Regions from separate parts of the Mus musculus genome. Here region 2 is linked to region 1. Evidence: chromatin contacts called from public promoter capture Hi-C data. All regions are on one chromosome and are shown on one strand. The core of a region is the stretch at or near the end of the contact, and the rest is flanking DNA. Distances in the headings are between cores, read along the strand shown.

What was found. Promoter capture Hi-C pulls out the DNA fragments that hold promoters and counts their contacts.
Region 2: a contact with region 1 is called in a promoter capture Hi-C map of liver. The contact joins the enhancer-like site here to the promoter of Cradd in region 1. A contact is called at or near these places in 12 of 39 promoter capture datasets (cranial neural crest, embryonic stem cells, epiblast stem cells and 6 more), 10 of 484 Hi-C or Micro-C datasets (the C2C12 cell line, LSK cells, brain and 4 more), 4 of 115 datasets of contacts at active chromatin or transcription factors (the SCID.adh cell line, embryonic stem cells and liver) and 3 of 9 other capture datasets (adipose tissue, liver and pancreatic islet).

The regions. Positions count from the first base shown.
Region 1 is chr10:95,321,787-95,325,430 of GRCm38.p6, forward strand. It overlaps Cradd (CASP2 and RIPK1 domain containing adaptor with death domain), which reads right to left and starts at 1,923. Exons shown (of 3, transcript NM_001330138.1): 1 at 1,683-1,923; 2 at 800-1,103. The coding sequence starts at 1,097.
Region 2 is chr10:95,437,264-95,440,907 of GRCm38.p6, forward strand. No RefSeq gene overlaps it. Among named protein-coding and RNA genes, the nearest start is that of 5730420D15Rik, 22 kb to the left of the region's middle. Within about 2 kb of position 1,763, at least 22 of the 459 cell types and tissues checked have an H3K27ac peak or open chromatin away from gene starts, as enhancers often do. A contact at or near this core is called in the C2C12 cell line, the SCID.adh cell line, epiblast stem cells and 2 more, where this site is marked.

The sequences.
Region 1 (3,644 bases), core at 673-3,172:
AAAAAATTAATCTTTCTAGGTCAGTCCCTCATCTTTGTGAAAGAGCAGTATATCTGGGAGGAGTTGAAGAAAACAGTGATTTATACCGCAGCACCTTCCTCTCACAAGCACCAAGCTGTTTCTTTTCAGATCACTGCTTCCAGGGATTTTTTTTCCTGGAAAAAAATCAAAATAAGATCCGCCCCCCCCTCGCACCCCCAAATTACTGCCCTTGCAAAATAAAATTCCCCAGGTGTCTGCACAGAGCTGAATTTTAAAGGGCCACTTTACACCAACAGCCTTTAAAAACAAACTAAAGGCAGGCTTCAAAATAATCCCCTTGGCCTTGGAGGCTGGCTGTGGGGACAGGTGCAGGACATGCCTTCCTAGAGGCTGTCTCCCATGATCTGACCTCCTCCAGCTGGCAGCTTGGCACCCCACAAATCAGTTATCAGTAGGCCAAAGCCTGCATTCCCATCTGCGCTTTCCAAACGGTTCCTGTTGCCAAAGGGCTCAGATTGACCTGGCTCTCCGATGAGAACAAGCCTCCCATGTGACTTGCCAAGTTCCCCTGGAAGCATGTCTAAATTGTACTCTCAGTTCCCTCCTTAACCCCTCAGCCTCAGGGTTCATGTTCCCTTCCTTCCTCGAGTTTCCTAACACCGCCTCCTCGTCTTGACCCTCCGACGCCATGCCCTCTGCATCCAAACCGTTGCCCATGCTCGTGGCCCTGGTCCCTCCTAAAAGACCAAATTCCAATCCACTGGGCATGGTTGCAACACTTCCAGAGCTGTTTTGAGGGGATCTCTTTGGGGCCTACCTGTAGGCAGCTCGGCTGTGACTTCCTCTCTCGCCTTCTCCAGCTTCTCTCTTACCCAGGGAAATTCCTGGAGGGAATCGAGGAAGGTGTCAAAAGCTTTGGGGCCCCTGGAAGGCAGGATGTCCAGCAACAGCATTGTCTTCCGGAGGCCTGTGGTTTGAGCTTTGATTTCTTGAATGTGGTTTTCTGTCAAAATTCCTTCCTGGTAAAGGTACTGAAGAACCAGTCCTTCCACCAGTACCTCGGCACCCAGCTCCAGACGCAGGGAGCGGAGTACCTGCTTGTCTCTGGCTTCCATTTCTTCCTGGAAAGAGCCAAAATGAGCACCTAGGTTTCAGGAATGCTGATGGACACCCCCCCCCCCAAAGTCAGTGTATTGCTGCAAACTCATTAATGAGCACCTCAAAAATCAGTCAGGTCTTTATATCTTAAGAGGCTGCTGAGCCACGGTGTTTCCTAAGCGGCTGTTAAGCCAAACCACGGATATTTCAAACACTTCCCGGCATAATGAACGACACTCATTATGGATGTTTCTACCTCTGCTTCTCACGATAATGGGGCCCTATTTCAATTCCTTGTGCAGTAAGAGAGCCAACAGAAAACAGATCTGATCCCTTACTTAAAATGCAATCCCTAAGGATTACAGATTTATTAATCTATTTATATTATTATATAAAATTAAATGCTAGAAAATAGTGGATTTCAATATTGCTTTGCCAGAGTTAGTCCAGCACCCACGCTTTAGAAACTGCTAAAAAGCACCAGGGACATTTATTTATAGACCCTGACCAGCAATAGAAGACAGTCCGGAGGAAAGAAGTTTATAGAGCATTCAAAGAAAGGACAAGCACCCTCAAGAAAATGAGTGTTTGTGTGCCTTTACCGATAAGCCTCACAAGAATTCGGAATGTGGGTCGCAGTAGGGCCGTGAGCACGCATGCATGGGACACTGAATGAGCTCAGGTCGCTAGTGTGCTGCGGGGTGGCTTGCGGTGGCAATGAAGGCAAGGGGAGCAAGGGTGGCGGGCGGGGCTTCTGCCACCCTCAGCCCACACAAGCGGGACGTCGGATCCCAGCCTTGCTCGCGATCTTCCGCCAAATCGGGAGGTGGCAGGTGAGGAGGGCGTGGGTGACCGTTTTGTTTTGTTTTGTTTTGGCAGCGTGTTTCCATTTGGAACTTGTAAAAAGTTCCCTGTCTCGGCAGCTGAAAGCCGTGGTTGTGGCACAGTTAGAGCTACCGACGATTTTCACGGTAAATGAAGCCGCAGACTGTCCTCTCGGAGGAAACCGACCCCCGGCACCGCCACCCGAACCCCGGTCCAGCCCCCGGGAGAGCCGCGCAGGGGCGATGTCGCCACGGCGCGGGGACAGCGAGAGAAGATGGAGTCATCTTACTTACGTCTGCGACCACGTACCGTTTAAAAAAAAAAAAAAAAAGAATAACTAAAACTACAACCGGAATCCAGACTGCTAGGGAACCTGTACCATAAAGACCATCTTTGTTGAGGGCAAAAGTCCTAGACAGGAAGTATTGCGACCATCTTTGTTAAAGGCAAGAGCAGGAAGTGCTGTAGCCATCTTTGTTGAGGGCGCAAGACGTCAGGTTGAAGTTTGTTCCGCCATGTTTGCTGTGGGAAAAGAGGCACACTCTCCTACATTAAAAAAGAGAGAGAGTGGTTTAAAAACTCTAAGGCAGTAGTTCTCAATCTTCCTAATGCTTTGACCTTGTAATATGGTGTCCCCCAACCATAAAATTATTTTTGTTGCTACTTCATAACTAATTTTGCTATGTTATAAATCCTAGTGTAAACATCTGTGTTTTCTGATAAGTCTTACACTGCCACTGTGAAAGGGTTGTTACAGAGCCACAGGTTGAGAACAGGTGATCTACGTTATCTAAGTGAAAGAGTAAATGAATTGTTGAATCTTAACAGAAAAAACTCCATGAGAGCCTGACTATAATAAGCTAGTCAAAAGTTAATCTAGCAGTTAAGCCCTGAGTTCAACTCCCAGTAATATACACCTACATGCACAAATTACTTCATAAAATAAAACAATTAATAAACTCATTAATTAGTTGGGTGACATGTAACAAAAAGGATGTGTGTGCTAAAAAAATTTTTTGACAATAGAAAAAGAATATTTCTACCAGTACCTCCAGTTGAAAATAAAATATCTATAAACATATCAGTAGACACTTATAAATCTCCTTCCTCAACACCTTTCAACTGTATGTGCAAACTTACAATGCTAATATACTCCAGGGTTTCTATGCAGGCACTAGCTGTCTTACTGACAGTGTTTTTATGTAAGTGGTAGGAATTCTTTTTAGCATTTCAAATCATTGCAGTCTAGAGAAGCAGGAAAGTCAATTGTATCATCCAAAATCTCACAGCCAATACAGAGTAAAACCTAAATTCTAACCAAGTCCCTCTGATCTCCTGCTCTTTCCAGTACACCACACAACCATGTATGATTGACTCTATTCTTCTAATGGCAGTCAAAATATTGCTAGTGAATCACCCAACTGTCACCTCCTTGCACAAGCTTGAGCTACACAGAGGGTCCTTCATTATCTTTAGCTCTAGAATCATTGGTCTTTAAAAAAAGGAAAACAATAAAAGGTGAATAACTGTCAACAACAGCTTCGGTGATCATCCAAATGAGTATAGAGATAAATCTCTTGTGCACTGTATAAAAACATTGACCTGTCAATAAAAAGCTGATTGGCCAATGAGCTTAGGCATGAAGTTAAAAGGTGGGACATCCAGCAGAGAGAGAGAGAGAGAGAGAGAGAGAGAGAGAATATGTTGGGACAGAGACAGGTGAGAGAATGACCCCAGAA
Region 2 (3,644 bases), core at 513-3,012, 120 kb after region 1:
TCGAAAAACCAAAAAACCCCCCAAAAAAAAAAAAAAAAAAGACATTGCGTCTTTATGCATGCAAAGATCATAATGGCACCACTGCTGTATATGATTAATACATATGTTAGGGTCCAGGAACCGCCTCACAAACCACGTGACTATGATCTCAGTCACACAGGGATAGTTAATTGAGCATACACCCCAGGACTGGTCAACCGGGGCCATGGTCCAGATCTTACAGGGTTTTTTAAGCCCAAATTCCACAAACATCTGTGCCAAGTTATTCCACCAATCAGCATTTAGGGATAGGGGTTTCCTTAGGAACATGTCTTAGTTGTGCATTAATCCCGCTCCCACTGACTGGGATATTCAACTGTGGCAGGGGACTTGCCTTGTCTAATATTCATGTTCTAACTTGTCTGTCAGGATGGAACTTGTCTAACATTCATGTCTGAACTTGCCAACCAGGATGTCAGTTACCCATGTACACATCTCTTTCTGCCAAATAGGATGTCAGTTCCCAGGGAGGTCTTGGGAACTTAAACTTGGGAACTTAGACCACTACTCAAAATGGAAGTCTTATTCCAAAACGTTTCTTCTTCTGGTACAGGTGTCTCTCTTATGTTGGGGTCCTTCCCAGGGGCAGCTTATACATAGGTGCAGGAAGGGCTCCTGGGTGGTTGGTCGGGTCCAAGCTTATTTGTAGGTAACTATACAAAACAGTTCTACTGACTTCTGTCGTGATTGGTTTTCAAGAGCACAGTACATAACAGAGTGTGAAGACCATCTTGGCATTAGAGTTTCCTAGTAACAGCAGAAACATGTGGGAAAGTTTCCTTACAATGGCAGGTTATTCAGGTATCAGTCACCTAGGCCTTAACACTTACCCAGGCCTTATTATTTCATTTAGGCCTTAATAGTTTACCTAGGTCCTAACACATACTTGTAAAAACAAAAACAAAACCTTTAAAAACAATTATTTGTAAAAGTGTGTGATGTGTTCTGCGCAGGGGCAGTTTGGTTCTGAGTGCTTTTAAGCTTCGGTTGGTTGAATCAGCTGATGTGAGCTGAAGGGCTGTCTATATTTTTAATCCTCCCCAACTCAGAAAAACCAGCTGCAGCTACAGCCACCTCTTCATTGAGCTCTTCCTCTGCTCTCACCTTAAATAGTTTTTTTTTTTTTTAAATTACATTGACTTTCTTTCTGTAGGGGACATGGGCTGTACACTCAAGTACCCTGGTGCCCATGTGGGGGCCAGAGGACAAGTTAGTGCTCTCCTTCCACCACATGGATTCCGGGATCCAACTCAGTCATCAGTCTTAGCAGAAGCACTTTTACCTACGGAGCCATCTTGCCAAAGCTCACTCACAGACTTTAAACCCCACCCCCACCCTGGAGCCTGTCCTCAATATAACACCTCTTCAAAACCTTCCTGAGAGCCTAGCTACAGACCTCCTGGAGTTTCTATGTGCCCTGTAAGTATTTGTGCGTCTAGTGTGGGTCTTAATGACACTGGGGATTTCCTATGACTTAACCCATGTTTTCCTATGATACATAGCACTTCACAGACAATGCCTTGCACAGACACATCTCTCAATAGACTTTGTAGGGTAAGCATCATATTTTAAAATCATTTGCAAGGCTAGGCAGGGACAGATTCTACCCTCCTGTCCCCAAAGCCTGGTGCAGAAAGAGGCCAAATCTCTGACTAGGAGGATGAGGGCAAAGGACTTGAGAAACACAACACAAACAGGCTGAGAGGCAGATGTCGCCAGGTTATCAGAGACATAGAAGGCCTGGGGTATTTTCGCTCTTTCCAACTGCTCCGTCCAATCAAGTTAAACAGTCCCAACGAGTAAATAAATGTGGCAAAGTTAAACAAATATTTTCTTGCAGCTGGATTGGCGCGCTCTCTGTGCGGGTTCACGTGGGGGAGAAGCAGAACGTTCTGATTAAATCAGCTATCGCCATCAAACGATTGTTTACAGATGGCCTGTCATAGGTCCTGTTGTTATCTCTCAAGTGAGAGTTCTTGGTATTGCTGAAAGGATTACTCTCAACAGGAAAACCCCAGGCTCCTTAACCTAATGTTCTCTCACCTTGTTATCAAGTGTGAAAACAACAACAGGTCAACCCTACACTCCTGCAGACTGCAGGGGAGAGGAAAGCAAGACCCTGCAGTCTGTAGGGATCCCTGTCCCACAGAGTGAGGTGTGCGTTGGACACTGAATTTCCTACTGCCCTCGTTTCTCGTGTGCTAAGTACGCAGCTTGCCAGAGGACTGCCGTGTCTTGCTTCCTGATTGGAAGAAAGATAATATTGCTCCCCTACGGTGTGGCAACCATGGTTCCTCCCACATGAGAAGGTCTTGGTGATCCTGTGAGATGCCACCCTCCTGGGATGCTTTGCTTACGTATCAACCATCCAGAGGGAGGGAGGGAGGGCAACCTTGGACAAAGGTGGACAGCTGATGGTGGGGATGGCATGGATCATATACATCAAACAGTAGCTGCTGAGTTAAACATGCTGACCCCACTCCTCCTCACCTCTCGATGAGGTAATACCCGTAGCATTTGCGTTTCGCATAAGAATGAAACTGGCCTAAGAGATCATTAATCACTTGCTCACACAGACATTCCAAGTGGCAAAGGTAACTTTCATACCCAAGCAGTCTGGCACCAAGGCAGAATTATACTATATTACCTAATGTCCCAAGAATTACTTAGTAGCTTAAGTGTACCCTATGTGCCAGCAGTGCGGCCAAGTTTTTTTTTTTTAATGTATTCATCTTTAATCTTCATAAAACCCATCTGATGAGTATCATCATCTTCCCGAAGCCTACGAAGATTGAGTAACTTGTTGGTGGTGAACAGCAGTGAGGGAAGGAAGCAGGTGTCCGGGCTGGGCAGTACATGCAGGCTTTTCTGCTCTTGCTGAAGGGCACAGTGAGCCCTGAGGACCCGATACACAGGACTATAGATGAGACTGAACGCAGATTTCTTCTCCCCACAGCAAATACCTAACAAGATGCCCAGAGTCTAGTTTACAGACTCTGGCATTTCCCCACCCAGCACCCCCTTCCTTCTGGAAAAAGCACCACCATTTTCTTTTAGGGAGTGTTGGAGTTTGTTAGTGGTCACTATCATAAATTCCAACCAATCAGTGACTCAAAACAACACAGATTTGGAATCTTACAGTTCTGGAACTCAGAAGTCCAAACAGGACCTCACTAGGCTAGCTTGAAAGGTCAACAGGTCTGTGCTAGTGTGGAGTGTCTTCCCTTTACCTCTTTAGCTTTTAGAAGCTTCCCGAATTCCTTGGCTATAGAGCCTCCCTTCAAAGCTGTCTTAAGCTTAAAGTAGCACTTTTTTTTCTTTTTTTTTCTTTTTTTTTTTTTTTTTTTTTTTTTTTTTGACACAGGATTTCTCTGTCTAGTCCTGGCTGTCCTCACTCTGTAGACCAGGCTAGCCTCAAACTCATCTTCTGCCTCCTGAGTGCTGGGATTAAAGGCATGTGCTGCCACCACCTGGCCCACATTCTCCTCGCTTTAAGGTCAGTTGATTGACAGCTCTATGCCCCTTTGCCATGTGACTCTCAGGCTCCAGTGATTGGGGAAAGATGTCTGTGTGGACTCTGGGGCACTACTCTGTTTCCCATGGGG